Linked DNA regions of Mus musculus: region 1 is linked to region 2. Evidence: chromatin contacts called from public Hi-C data. All regions are on one chromosome and are shown on one strand. The core of a region is the stretch at or near the end of the contact, and the rest is flanking DNA. Distances in the headings are between cores, read along the strand shown.

Evidence for each region. A called contact is a pair of places that touch in the nucleus more often than the background predicts.
Region 1: a contact with region 2 is called in a Hi-C map of granulocyte-monocyte progenitors, with 4 times the contacts expected there. A contact is called at or near these places in 2 of 484 Hi-C or Micro-C datasets (granulocyte-monocyte progenitors and nephron progenitors), 1 of 130 datasets of targeted methods (neural progenitor cells) and 3 of 9 other capture datasets (adipose tissue, liver and pancreatic islet).

Annotation. Positions count from the first base shown.
Region 1 is chr19:25,134,219-25,141,255 of GRCm38.p6, forward strand. Dock8 (dedicator of cytokinesis 8) reads left to right here. Exons shown (of 48, transcript NM_028785.3): 23 at 3,099-3,194; 24 at 5,851-5,946. Among named protein-coding and RNA genes, the nearest start is that of Gm34186, 18 kb to the right of the region's middle.
Region 2 is chr19:24,994,948-25,001,883 of GRCm38.p6, forward strand. Dock8 (dedicator of cytokinesis 8) reads left to right here and starts at 4,582. Exons shown (of 48, transcript NM_028785.3): 1 at 4,582-4,756. The coding sequence starts at 4,704.

The DNA of each region.
Region 1 (7,037 bases), core at 2,678-5,177, 140 kb after region 2:
TAATCAGTGGCTGTTTCATTAATGCTTTTATTTTCCTCTTTTTTTTTTCTGGTGGGGGAGGATCTGCTGTCCTTACTCTATATATGATATTCAGTTTTCCCAGCCCCACCTAAAGAGGTTGTGTTTATCCAGTATGTTTCAGGCTGGCCTTGAACTCCTGACCTACCTGCCTCCACTTCAAGAGTATCGGAGTTGCCTTTTCCTGCTGGCTAAAGATCCCACATATGTTTCACGTGTTTCTTGGCCAACTATTCTTCATCTTTTGAGAACCATCTGTTCTCTTTATTGCCTGAGTAGTTCCATTCTTCCATATTTAGTGCCCTTAGTATATTCTAGGTATTAACCCTCTGTCTGCCACAGGTTTCCCGTGGGCCGCCTCTCGTTGCCTCCTTTGCTGTGCAGAAGATTTTTCGTTTCACGCAATCCCATTCGCCAGTTCTTGGGGTTCTTTGCACAGAGCATTTGCTGCCATTTTGAAGTGTTTTCTCTGTCTTACACTAACCGTCTTGGAGTTTCTTACGTTGAACTCTTCCGCCCGTTTTTAGTTGACGCTCATACACTGTGAGCAATGAGAGATGAAGATCAATTTCCTTATTCCTTACTCTGTATGTGATGCCCAGGTTTCCCAGGCCGCTTACTGAAGAGGCTACTTGTATCCAACGTACATTTCTGGCATCTTTGTCCAGCTTCACGTGGCTGTAGCTTTGTGAGTTTAATTCTGGCTCTTGTATCCATTCTATTGGTAAGGCTTTCTACTGAGATTTTTGTTGTTGTCTGATTTATTGAGATCTTCATTCCCAAACTTCAGTTTATTATTTTTCATCATTTCTACATTGCTATTGAGTTCTCTTTCCTATCCCCTATTGACTTCCTTCTTTATACAATTGTTTAGTGCTGTCTCCTTAAATCTATTTAGAAATGTACTTGTGTTGTCCTTAGTGTCATTGATCATTCTTATAAATAGTCTTTTTAAACTCTTCTGGGATCTCATCTTATTTCCTTCCATTGGAATCCGTTATTATAGAACTGGTCATTTTTGGAGGAGTCATGTTGCTTTGATTTTTCAAGTCTCTTATGTTTCTGCAGTGGGACTTGTACATCTGGGATTACGTCATGGTTGGATTTGTTGATTATCTATTTCATTTAAAATATTCTAATATCCATCCTCCCCGCTAGTTGTTAAATCAAATCCTCACAGCACATGTTTAGGGCATTGAGCATAACCTACAGCAAGGGAAAAAAATGGTCTTTGTGTGACTTGTACGAACACAAGTGCAGATTGTCTCTATGTAGCTAGCTATGTATGGAAGCAAACTGGCTTTGTGGTCACATACCTGGAAGCTGGTGCACAGTACCTTGATGCAGTCGCTTGTCTGACTGCAGGTGCTGATCCCATCCCTGTGTAGCATCTCACTGTCCCTTCTCTGGTGTATGGGTTTTGAGCCTTAGCACCCTGTGTTGCTGCGTGTTTGTTTCCTACATCTATCTTTTCGTTGTTTGCCACACAGCCTGTCTGGTTTATGGGCCATGTAGTGAGTATTTTAACTAGAGGAGTCTTTCAGTCAGTGGGTACTGGAAGGGACTGTCACCAAGCTTTCTCCTGGCACTCACCCTAGTACCTTTAAGCATTTGCTACTATGTTGGAACAAAGAGCTCTACAGTCCCGTTTACTTTAGACAACATGGTATAAGATGGGTGGTTGCCATGGACCAAGGTAGCTAGCTAATGCTGGGCATCTGAGGGACTGTGAGTCAGCGCAAGATGGCTAGCAAGGGATGTCCAGGGAACTTAGAAGTAAGTGGTGATGCTTTTTAGCAGAATGATACTTTTATGTCACTCTGTGTAAATATGAGGACTTCTCTTTTGACTTTGCTTTCACCAGCCTGCCTATATGTGTGTGTCTGTCCATAGGCCTGTGTGGGTGTCTGTCCATAGGCCTGTGTGCCTACCTTCATGTGGCCCCTATGCAGGTTTGCCTTTGTGCCTGTGCCTGTGCCTAAGTGTAGCCCGTGTCTGTCACTATGCTTGGGTGCCTGCAGCAGCTGCCTACCTAGCATGGATAACATGCATCTTATCTGTCAGTCACTTCAGCCCTCTGGCCTCCTAGGACTCTCCTCTTTGCCCCACCCCACCCCCACACCAAGTCTTGGTCCTCACACACTGCTTGTACACTCCTGGGGAGCTGATGACTCTCACTCCAGACTGTGGAGTTTCTTCCATGTAGAACTCTGCCTAGTTCTGAGTCTTCAGAGTGAGCTATGCAGAGGACAGGCCTGTAAGGGTCCCTTGCCCCTGACTCCCAGCAGTCTGCTTAAAATGGCTTGTCTCTGTGCATGTCAGCTTCCAAGAACAGAGAATTTTCCTAGAACCAGTCTGCTGTACACAGCACAGGGTTTCTGTCTGGACTGCACATGCTCTTGGCGCTGTGTCCTGTGTTGATTAAGCTTTTTGAAGCTCAGGTGTCCCCTTCTTCTTAGAACTCAATCTCTCCTCTTTGCGGGTACGTATTTGTCTCCCCCAACCCTTCATAAATTACCTGGCTCTTGAGAGTAAGAGAATTTTCCTGGCTCTCTCTTTATCTTAACCCCAGGTTCCGACTTGCTGGGTTACTCTGAGAGTAGAGCACTTGCCAGTCAGGAGCACTTCCAGAATGACCTCTGAACTCTCCCCTGTTCTGTTTAGTGAGCGGTCTTTCTTCTTTGTCACTTAAGCTAGTGTTTGTTTGTTTGTCTGTCTGTTTGTTTGTCTGTCTGTCTGTCTTTGTCAGCACCCTTGTAGGATGGCCGCTCAACAAGCACCCCGCTTTATCCCCTAAGGGAATCCAGTAGTCTCCGCTTGGGTTTTACCATCCTCCCTGAGTTGGTTCCTGTGTTTCAACTATACTTAACTCCATGTTACTGCACATCAATCTATTAACAGCAACTATCTCAGGAACAAGTAACATCATTTACTTTCTTTGCTTGGTTTTATATTTATATGTGGCTGTTATTTTATATTTATATGTGGTTCCAGTACAGAAAAGGCCTAACATAGAATCAAAACGAATTCTGCGGTTGTGATGTCCAGGAATTTTCCTCATCACAGTTTGTATGTTTCAGATTGCCGATCGCAACTGCAGCCGGATGTCTTACTATTGCTCTGGCAATAGTGATGCGCCAGGTTCAACTGCAGCCCCAAGACCAGTCAGCAAAAAGGTATAGACCGGGGCGGAATAAGGGTAATCTCAGCCCGAGAAAGGACTCACTGGTGTCTTCATGTTACAACTGAAAACAGACACTAAGTGCTTGCTTTCTGTCCCCTGCCCAGCTAACATCCACACATCCTTAACAAAAGCAAGTGGCAAAATTAATATTATTTTAACACTATATGAAGTAATATGCCTTCTTGACTACGTGTTTTTTGGCTGAGACCAAGTGCATCCAGAAAGAACCTGAGCCATTCCTCAAGGTTGACCTGCAACCCTCCTCAATTCTGAGTTCAGAAAACATGCAAAGTAGGGGATTCCTGAAACCAACAAAACCCCCTGGTCAGGACAGTGAGTGTGGTCCAGAGAGACATAGGCTATCAAACCAGTTGTCTGTCATGTGTCCCTCTCTGCTAGGCATCCAAGAGGTTGATGTCATGATTACCATTCAGGATCCTTAAAGTGCAGATACACTAACTGCAGTTATACATGAAGCTGTTTGCAGTCCCCAACAGCACGGAAAGATTTTATTACAGACAAGGAGAGCATGCGCCTCGAATGGCTGTCTTTGGCCTGGAGGCGTGAAGGATAGGGAACGGGAGGTGGCACTGAGCTGACGCTGTAGACCGTACAGTAATCCAGGCTCTAGATGTCGGCAAGATCTTCCAGGTGTTAACTCTGAGAGGGAAAGTGACAGGAACTTGTGGTTAGGCCCAAAACTAACTTGTCACCTACCCTAACATTTAGCATTAGGCTGTCACAGCCACTGGTCCCAAGTTCTGCTTTCCTTTAAAAACTGTATTATAAAAGGCTGAACATGTGACACAATCCTTAGCCCCCATCCCCCAGTACTGGAGAGGCAAAGAGATCTCTGTGAGTTCAAGCCAGCCTGATCTGCTTAGAGAGTTCTAGAAAACAAGAGCTACATAGTGAGTCCTGTCTGAAAATAAAATAAAACTGAAGCAATCAGCATATTTGCCTAAAGTCCGACTTCCTTAGTGTACATCCTGTTTGGTTTTGCGGTTGGCTTGCCTTGACCCGGAATGACCAGGAGGGAGTTGGTTTTATTTGGGGGGGGGGGAGTTAGCCAGTGTGTTGCCTTCATAGCTTAGCAACCGCTTTTGCTACTTGCCTGTCTTCTCTAACCTCTGGAGCAAGGTGTTCCTACACTAACACTGTCCAGTAAGCAATGTGAATTACATTGCGAAGCAGCTTATCCTTGTGTAATCTCTTCCTGCCCTAAGACTCTGGCAGACAGGCTGACCTATTTCTAGCGGCTACCTCCACGGCTGGTGGAGCGTTTCCTTCTTCCCATGGGAGGGTGGAAAGGGCAGCATGCTGTCATGTGCCTGGTTGGCAACCAGTGGGGTTAACACTCAACTCCAACCCCTCCCAGATGGCACAGCCTCACTTAAGACTACTTCAGCAAACAGATGTGCTCCCGTGCACTAAGATAACTAAGGTTTAAACTACCCTATAGAATGGGTGAAACCAGCCAATGAGCAGAACTTAACCGCAGAAAGTAGTCGGAACACTGTAACATCTGCTCAGAGATTTCTCCGTTTGTCTCCTTCCGATCTAGATAAGTAGCCCTCAAATTAAAAGTCTATAAGAGCTAGTAAATGCCATTGTGAGTACCCCAATCCTGTGGATGGTTTAAAAGTTTGTCATTTGCAATCATTATCACCATTCAGTTTTTGCTTTGGACTGACTTTGAAACTAACTTCCACACAAAGATGTGAAATTTGAGTGTTGAAATAGTTCTCACTCTCCTGGCTGCGGAAAAACCACAGAAGAGTCTATCTGTGTGCGTGTGTTCTAGGCTTTGCACACATGTGTAAGATGAGTGAACGCCAAAAGAATCCTGGCCATTGCTTTTGCCTTTAGTTGGTATGGCACTGTCTTGATTTGCCCAGCACCGAGCAGGTCCCCCAAGACAAAGGGAGTTCGTTCTATTTTGAGAGCATAGAAGTATCAAGCAAACCAAAATGAGTTATTAGTTTTATTTTTGATCCTCAGCTTCTTCCCTTTTTCCCCTTTAAAAAATTTTCATGTGTGTGTGTGTGTGTTGTAATTCAGAGTTTCACTCATAAACTCATCCATGACATTTCCCTCATGAAGCAATAATGGGATGATGCAAAGACTTGTCCAACCTTGAAGGCATCTGAATATATCATCCAGACAGTGGTTCTCAGAGTGTGGCATCCCAGTGCCAGCAGGAGCTTGACAGAATGCAGATCCTCAGCCCCTGCTCTAGACCTTCTGCCTCAGACTCTAAGGATGGCACCAGCCATCTGAGTGTTACTTGAGGATCATAGCGACCAACAACTCAGTTTTGTGGAAGAGCAAACTAAGAGCAGAGAGAGCAAACGCATTGTGTGGTTGGTGGGGCTTTGAAAGTCCTTTCTCTCTAGCATATACCACCAGTACCACCCAGGAGAGCTGCTCCACATATGCAACTGTTATTGTAAGGCTGGGGCCATGGTGCAGTGCCACCCGCTGCCCTCCTATGTGTTATTTCTGTACTGATTTTGCCACCTGTCATGGCCTGGGGTACCTTGGACACAAGCCTCTCAGCTGTTGAGTCAGAAGAGAAGGAAAGAGGGTTTAGTGGGTATTAATCAACCTTGCCGTCACAGCCTGGTTCTTGTTGGTTTGTTGTTTAGCATTTCCATGAGGAGCTTGCCCTGCAGATGGTGGTCAGCACTGGAGTAGTGAGAGAAACGGTCTTCAAGTACGCCTGGTTCTTCTTTGAGCTTCTGGTAAGATTCTTGTGTTTGTATCTATGCTCCGGCTGGGCGAGCAAAGCACGCCTGGGGAAGGCAGAGTTTCCTGTGTCAAGACCTAATCCGAAGCCTAGGGTTGCTCCTTGAAATGCAGCTGTCTCTCATCCTCCATCCATCTTTCACCAAACTTTATCGACTCTACCTTAAAAGTCAACCCCCGTCTTTGTATCTCCTCATGGTTCCCACTTGACCAAGCCACCATTGTTCCTCATGTACTTCTTGAGGTATCTTTGCTCTCAGTCCATCCCGCCCACCCCAGGCAGCCAGTGTCATACAGACTGTGTCAGCCTCCTTGTGGTCTTCAGAATACTAGAAGTAAAGTGCCATGAAAAGAAACCATAGCTAAAATGTCCTTGTATAATCCTAATGTGTACCTGTGTCTCATGCCATGGTCCCCTCATTTAGCCACATTGGACCCCTTTTTAGTTCCTAAAAAATACCAGGCCTGGACTTTTTAACCTAAAGCCTTTTTAAAAGTTTCCTCTCACAAGCTACCTTTTACTACTCACCCTCAACACACTTTCTGCTCTGTCTCCTGGCACCACCTCCTACAGAGCCCTTCTCTGGCCACCATACTCAGTAATGGTGTCTCAACTTTACTAGCCTCCTCTTGGAGCCCCCATTCACTCCTTACGAGCACTGTATGCAATTTGCCATTGTTTTCTGTCTTACCTACTGGATTTCTAGGATGTGATCCGTCTTTATTACTCAACGCTTGATATCGTACAAGCAGTAACTAGCAAGACTAACAGTGGTTGGGAGGAATATGGAATCTGTATATCTATTTACCTACCTATGGAGTCAGTCTCCCAGCAGAACAGCCAAGGGTACATTTATTGCTCCTCCATGTTATCATGAGAAGAGTGCCGATACCTCCTTCTACTTCACTATTGACAGACATGGAAAGATTTTGTCATAAAGACCATTAAGAACAGAGGCTGGGAAGATGATGACTCAGTGGGTGAGAGCACACATGCTCTGCAAGATGCGAACCTGAGTCCGAATCCCCAGAGCCCACATACAAAACTAGGCGGGGCTGCATGTGCATGTAACCCCAGCATTGGAGG
Region 2 (6,936 bases), core at 3,332-5,831:
CTTCTCTGCCTGCCTAACTTATCCATTAAGACTCACTTCCAACATCACTATGGCAACAACGCCATCGTGTTTGGTGTCAATCTCTCTGCTGCTCTCCCCCTCCCCTCAAGAATAAGTCATTTCCTGCCTGAGCTTCCTCACTCTCCCAGAGTTGCGTACAGCAAAGGTTCCTGTGGTATTCCACAGAGCCCGGGCCTCCTTTTCCTTCTCTGTGTGTCTCATTCCTAGACCGTGAGTCCTAGGAAGTCAGAGAACCGCATTGTTAATTGTGTTGATCCTGCTGTCACCAGCACAGGACTTGATCTATGGCGACCACTTGGAGAGGGTTTGGAGAATAGTTGGAAAGTGTGTGGATAAGGAAGGAGTTTCTTAATGAATCCATCCAAAGTCCCTTTAGTTACAGAATAGAGAAATGTGACTATTCCCACTGAATGCAGATACATTTGGATACAATCCATTTTTTTTTTTAATAGAATAGAGTTTATTCAGGGCATGGGGGGAGGAGTTAAGAAGGTAGTAGAGGCAGAGAGAAAGGCAGAGAAAGAAAGCTACAATCCAAATCTTATAGTGAAGATACTAAAATATATTATGTGCTGGTTTGAAATAAATACAGAACAGAGCTGGAAAACATTCATCTAAAGGCAAATTAAAACACTCAAGAGAATAACACATACTGATCTCGCTTCCTTCTGAAAGACATGGGGGGAACTTGGCCACTTCTACTCGGGTTTATTTTAATAGTTAGTGAGTGTGTGCCTCCACTTATTTGAGTACCAGCTATGTGTGAGGCTCTGTTCTGGGCACTGGAACAATAAACATGAACCAAACCAAAAAAAAAAAAAAAAAAAAAGAAGAAGAAGAAGAAGAAAAAAGTTCTGTGGATCTTATGTACTATCAGCATAAAGAGTAATACATTTAAAGTAAGCAAAAAATAGTCAACATGGTGTTCTCTCATTGTCTGCTTGCCTTGTGCCATGAAGAGTATACTGTCCTCTCATTATACTTTATTAAAACTTATTTAACCTTTCAACATACAAATCTAGTATATCAGGATAAGGGCTATGGAAAAGGAGTCAGGCAGTATCCCGGAAGATGACATTTGAATACAATCTGAGAGAATCTTGGGAAGCTGTAGAGATAGTTTTTGCAAGAAGGGAGGAGATGTGCCAACGGCCTCGGTTCTCAATGTAGACCGACCCTGGTGCAGCCTGAATTCTATTAGGATGTGTTTACTGACAGTGAGATACGCTTCCAAACCAAGAAAGAGCGCTGACAAACTGAGAGAAGTTCTCCCTTGCGTGGGACATAAAAACTTGCCTCAATCCCTGAAGGATGGAGAGAACTGGTGGTAATGTAGGCTGAAGAGAGCAGGAGGAATAACAGATAGGAAGGCCCCAGAAGAAAGACCACTGTCTTCTCGGTGATGAGTTGTGGCTCTGCCCTGCTTTGACTGAGGCAGGCCTGTCAGTCACTGAGGGGAGGATTCACTTGATCATGGAGGCTGCCGAGAAACTACGAAGGGTAGTTGGCAGGGATGTAGGCCAGTGGCAGAGACCAATTAGACCAGAATAAGCAAGGCGTGGAGCAGGGAGTGGTTTTTGTTATCCTGACATGAACCCATGAGCCAGGATGGAATCCGTACGAACACTGGTATGTTTATGAAGAAGTGATACTTTATACAGAATGTGTGACCGCCCCCGGAAGGTGGTTAGAGCTGAAAGGTAAAGGTGAGGGGGAAGCTACAGCTGACACTTTCTTTAGTCCAGACAGCAGCATGTAGGTGAAGGTCATCCAAGGTGAAGGATTCTGATTCAAAGGTGGTGGTCATTGGGATCATAGTCAACTCAAAGCAGAAGCCATAGCCGGGACTTGAGGCTTTTAACTTACTCAGTAAGTCCAAAGTTTAAATCCGAGGAATAGGGAGGCATTGCCAACAACAGCTGTGAGTGATCGTAAGAGGGAGAGCCATTAGCTCTATGGAGCTAGAAGATGTTTAAACGGAAGTGTCTAGGTGACAGGCAGAGCTTTGGGATAGGAAATGGCCCTGCACTCACTGCTCTGTGATCTGGGCCAAGTCATTGTAATCCATCAGCTCCTCGGTTTCCTCTGTTGTAGGGTAGAGACAATGGCATTACTTAGTGGTTATTATGAATTAGGTAACTGGTTAATTGTAAAGGGGCTCGAAACAGTGCCCAGTTCGGGTGTCATTTAGTTGTGTGTTAAATAATACAAGAGAGACGCAATTTACAGAAAAATAAAGTTTGGGGAAACCTAAATGAGAAGTTAAGATAATTGATGCAGGGATGGCTGGTTGCAGAAGTCAAGAGCAAGGTTTTGTGAAAAGGGAAACAAAGTTGAATGACACAAGGCTAAAGAGAAGGAGGAAGGGCCAGAGAGGCCAGCAAATGAGGAAGGGAAGCCTTGCAGTTAGCTCTGCCTGGAGGAATAAAGAGAGAAGCTCGAGTATAGGGAACTGCAGAGACAGTGAACATGCAGAGAGGAGACGTTAGGATGGCCACTCCTGAGGTTTGCTGGTGAACCGTGAATTCGTTAGAGAGCAGATAAAGCTATGGCTAGCTCCATAGATAACATTCTTGATGATCTCAGTGACTGTTAAGGGAATGTGAAGGTATTTCTAAGCATAAAATGACAACATGGATAACGGTAATTAGATTAAGCTCAGCTCCACAGTCAGATATTATACATTGAATATAGTATAATGTGAGGCAAGGTGTGAGGTGCCATGATATACTCCTGACCGGCTCAAAAAAGTTTCCCTAATGGAAATATCTGAGCCATTTAAGATAACCTCATTACATTTTACTTGGGTTTATGTGGAACCAAGTATATTTTTGATTTGTATGAAAGTGCATGCCATGAACATTTAGAAACCCAAGACAAGCCCACCTGTACGTGGACTAAAGGCTCTGGTAAAAATGTTTCAATGGGTTACTTATTGTTCACAGAATGAAGATACACACACACACACAATTATTCTTTTAATATTTTTCTATCCAAGTATTTCCCCATAAATCCCATTGTAGTAAATATCTTTAGGAGACCTTTGGAAGTTAGAAACAACAGATATATATTTTTAAGCCTTCTAGAAAATTGACCCTGGGAATGAATCCAGGCCCTTGAGAATGTTAGGCCTTGCAGTTGCTTTGTAGCACAGGCAGACCTTGAATTTGTGATCCTCTTTCTTGCCTCAGCTTTCTGAGTAGTGGAGATTACAGGTTTGGATTACAAGGAATAGTTGGCCTCGTTTATTAAAGTCGTGTTTTCTGTCGGTCTGTACTTAGAGTCTCTGTATTGTTATGTTGTACACATTGTCTTTTATGTTTAAAGGCATTGGTATGAGGGAGGGGGAGAGTTACCTAACCAGCTCTGAAGGTTTGCTCAACTACCTACCCAGAAGCAGAGGAAGAAGGCTGCCAAGAATAAATAGCATATGGTCGGCCAGTATTTTAGTATTAGGTTACAAATTAAGTTGTAGTGGACCAGTGTTGTTCAGTAAGAACTCAATGTGCCAGCAAATGTGAGCTAAGGAAGTAATTTTTACATCTTCTTAATGGGAGCCACATTTTAATACAGGGAAAAACAAACAGGTGAAATTATCTTTAATAATATGTTTCTTAACTTAACAGCTTCCAAAGGATTGTTTTTAACATGCAATCAATACAAAAATTAAGACATTTTGCCTTATTTTTTTTCTGTACTGTCTTGGAAACCCAGTGTGTATTTATTTTCCAACCCATCTCACTTTAGACTAACCAAAAATTCAAGTGGCCAACGGCCACATGTGGCTTGTGGCTTCCATATCTAGACTCTGCAGCTTTGAGCCAAAAATATAGCCCTTTCGTGTTTCCGAAGGCAAGTTGACAAGTGGAAACACACGGAGTTCATACAACACAACTTGGACCAAATATATTACTTGAAATAGGCACAGTCTTTTCCACGCTCATCCTTTGGGGATTATTTTTATTTTTATTTCTCCAGATTTCTCCTTTGTGGTCTGGTCAGGTTTCTCCATGTAAAACAGAACTCTGTTGAGATACCGGTCAATCTCAATGCTGTGTATTCCCTCAGGTTCTAAAATGAAAAGTCATATAGCTCCTAATATTTACTCGTGGGATGCAGCCATTATAATAAAGTGTCCCATGAATGACAGTGCGCCTTCGGCTGGGAAAAAGTCGACTGATGTCCTAAGAGGCTGCCTTAAAAAGAAATGTTCCCAGGAATGGCGTCAATCCACCGGGTGGCCCCTCCAGACCCCGCTGGCTGCTTCTGGATCCAGCGCTCACTGCCCCAGTCGCCCTCCGGCTCCGGCCGCCGGCGTTTCCGGCCAGCTCTCGCGGTCCGCGCTCCGCAGCCACCGTGCCCGTCGGTCCCGGGTCAGCGGCGGGGGAAACGCGCGCCTGCGGCCGGCGACTCTGAGTATCCGGAGCGCGGCTCGGCGCGGCGTCCACGCCCTCGCCAAGCGCTCGGTGCGTGCCAGGCCGGGCGGCGCCGCGGGCGGCGGAGGGAGCAGAGCCCTCCCCCCGGGAGCTGCGCGGCCAAGGTGGAAATGCGGAAGTTTCCGCGGCGCGGCTGACAGATGAGGCTGGCGCCGGGCGCGCCGGGCTCTGCAGCGGCTGTGCGTTCGGGTCCCGTCCCCCCGCAGCCCCGCGAGCCCCGAAGCCGTGGAACCGCGCGCGCGCGCCATGGCCACGCTGCCGAGCGCCGAGCGCCGCGCCTTCGCGCTCAAGATCAACAGGTAAGACGGCGCGGTTCCTGGCCAGTCCGCGGCGGGGCGCGCCGGTCCCCGTGGCGACTCATTCTCGTCCTCTTGTCACCCGCGCTGCTGTCCGGACCAGCGTCTTGCGCCACCTCCCCAACCCGGCGTGGCTCCCGCCGCCCTCGCTGTTCTGAGACAGGTGGCCCGACCCGGAGCGCGGGGTCGCGCGCCCGAACTTGGCTTAACAAATTGCGCCTTCCTTCCAGTCGGGAGACAGCGGAAAGAAGCTAAGTGGCTGAAAATCAGCCCTGCTTTGAAGCAGATCGGTCCGTGGTCCAGGGTTAGGGCTCTTTCAACCCCCTCTTTCCAAAAAACATCTTGGCTTTGGATGGCAGCGCTATTTTTATACCTTGGTCCAAAAGGAGCCAACCATGAAGTGGAAAAAATGATTTTAAAAAAATTCCTCCTTTAAATAAGCGAAAGGGAATGAGCTGTAGCTGACGTTTAAAGATTTCTAGCACTCTAGAAAAGTGAAGAACACAGGGATTTCCAATTTATAAACAGAGCTGCACACGCCACATCTCTGTGAGTTGACTACTCATAAAGTTCTCGGTAGACTCAAGCGGCGGCGTTTCCTCCACTGAAAACTGCTGACAAGTATTCAAGGGGGCATTTTTGCCTTGACCTGGGAAATCTAGACTGCCTGGCTAAAAGATAATGTGGAAGGGCAGCGCTCTGGAGGACTTCCAGGGTTGGTGTTTTTTTCTTGTTCTTGTTTGTTTGTTTTTGCATGTGGGACGCTGGCCCACAGTAATTCATCTTTGGGCTGCTAGTGAGTGAAGCTGGAGTCACTAGGAATCACCATCCTTGAATAGTGAGCGGTAAGGACCACAGAGGGCCAGTGGAGTTTCCCTGTGCAGTTGTGAGCAAGACCTTTCACTTCCTTCACTATTTCATCTGTCCAATTAGTTTAATTATTAATGTGGACTGTATACAAATGCTAAAGGGTAACTATATCATAATTCAGTCTTCCTATCGGAGCCTTTCCCCTCATCAGGCTGTCCTGGCTGCAGTGGGGCCGTAGGGGCATAGGAAGTTTTGATGGCTGTCATCATTGCCTTCCCCGCTTCTCCTCTCTTTGTCCCTGTCATGAGAAAGAAAAAAAGCCAGGAAACAAGGAACAAGGGCAGGAAGCTGTTAGGGATTCAGGAGGGGTGAGACTGATCTGAAGTGACTGTCTGGGACCTAATGCAAGCCTGGAGACGCTCTTGCAAGGAGCTTCGGGGTTGGTATAACCCAAGGGTGGAGGATTAAAGTCCTTAGCCAGAAGTGGTGGACTTACCCATCATCCCAGCCCTCAGGAGGCTGAGACAAGACAATCACAAGCTGGATGCCAGTCTAGGCTGCATACAGAGACCTTGCAACAAGGAAACAAAACAGAAGCAACCACCCAAGCAAAACAGTGTTAGGAAAACCAAGAGCCAGGCTACATTCAAATTTCCTTACAAAGTTTTGCTGCAAACTAAGTATATCCCATTGGGCATACACATTTTATATTTTTCTCATGTTTGGTCTCCTCCCTCCTCCCCTTCTTTCTGTCTCTCCAAGGTCTCTCACTTTGTTTCACAAACTGGCCTTGAACTCCGAGCACTTGACCTGCTTCAACTTTCTGATTGCCAGGGTTGCAACTGTGTACCGGCTTTTGTGTCAGTGGGAATAACTAGTATCCGAACCCTAGTTTTTCCCTCTTCTGACTGTTAGGAGGACTGAGTAGAGTAGAGACAGCGTGCTTATGATGCCTGGCTCAGAATGAATGTTAAATAGCTGCTAGCTGACACATCAGTACCGCTAGCTTCGTCGTGGTCAATGCCATCTCTAATATCATCAAATCTGAGATGATACTTCAGAACCTACGAAGACAAAGTACCAAGGGCAGCTGAAGTTGGACTATTTTTCCAGGCAGAGGCCATTTGGGGCAGGGTATGGGGATGCCAGTGGCCACCTGCAGCTTTCTTGGGGTTATATCTCTCACATGTGCAACACAGTGCTGAGAACCCTAAACTGGAGCCAAATGTTCCAAGAAGTACCCATTTAGGAAAGAAAAGTATGCTTTCTAATCTTCTGGAAAGAGTCTACATTGTATTTTTCTTTTTAAAAAGAGTTTTGTTCTCCCCCCTGTAAGCCACTTTGTGTATTGGGAGCAAGAGTTACACTGAGGT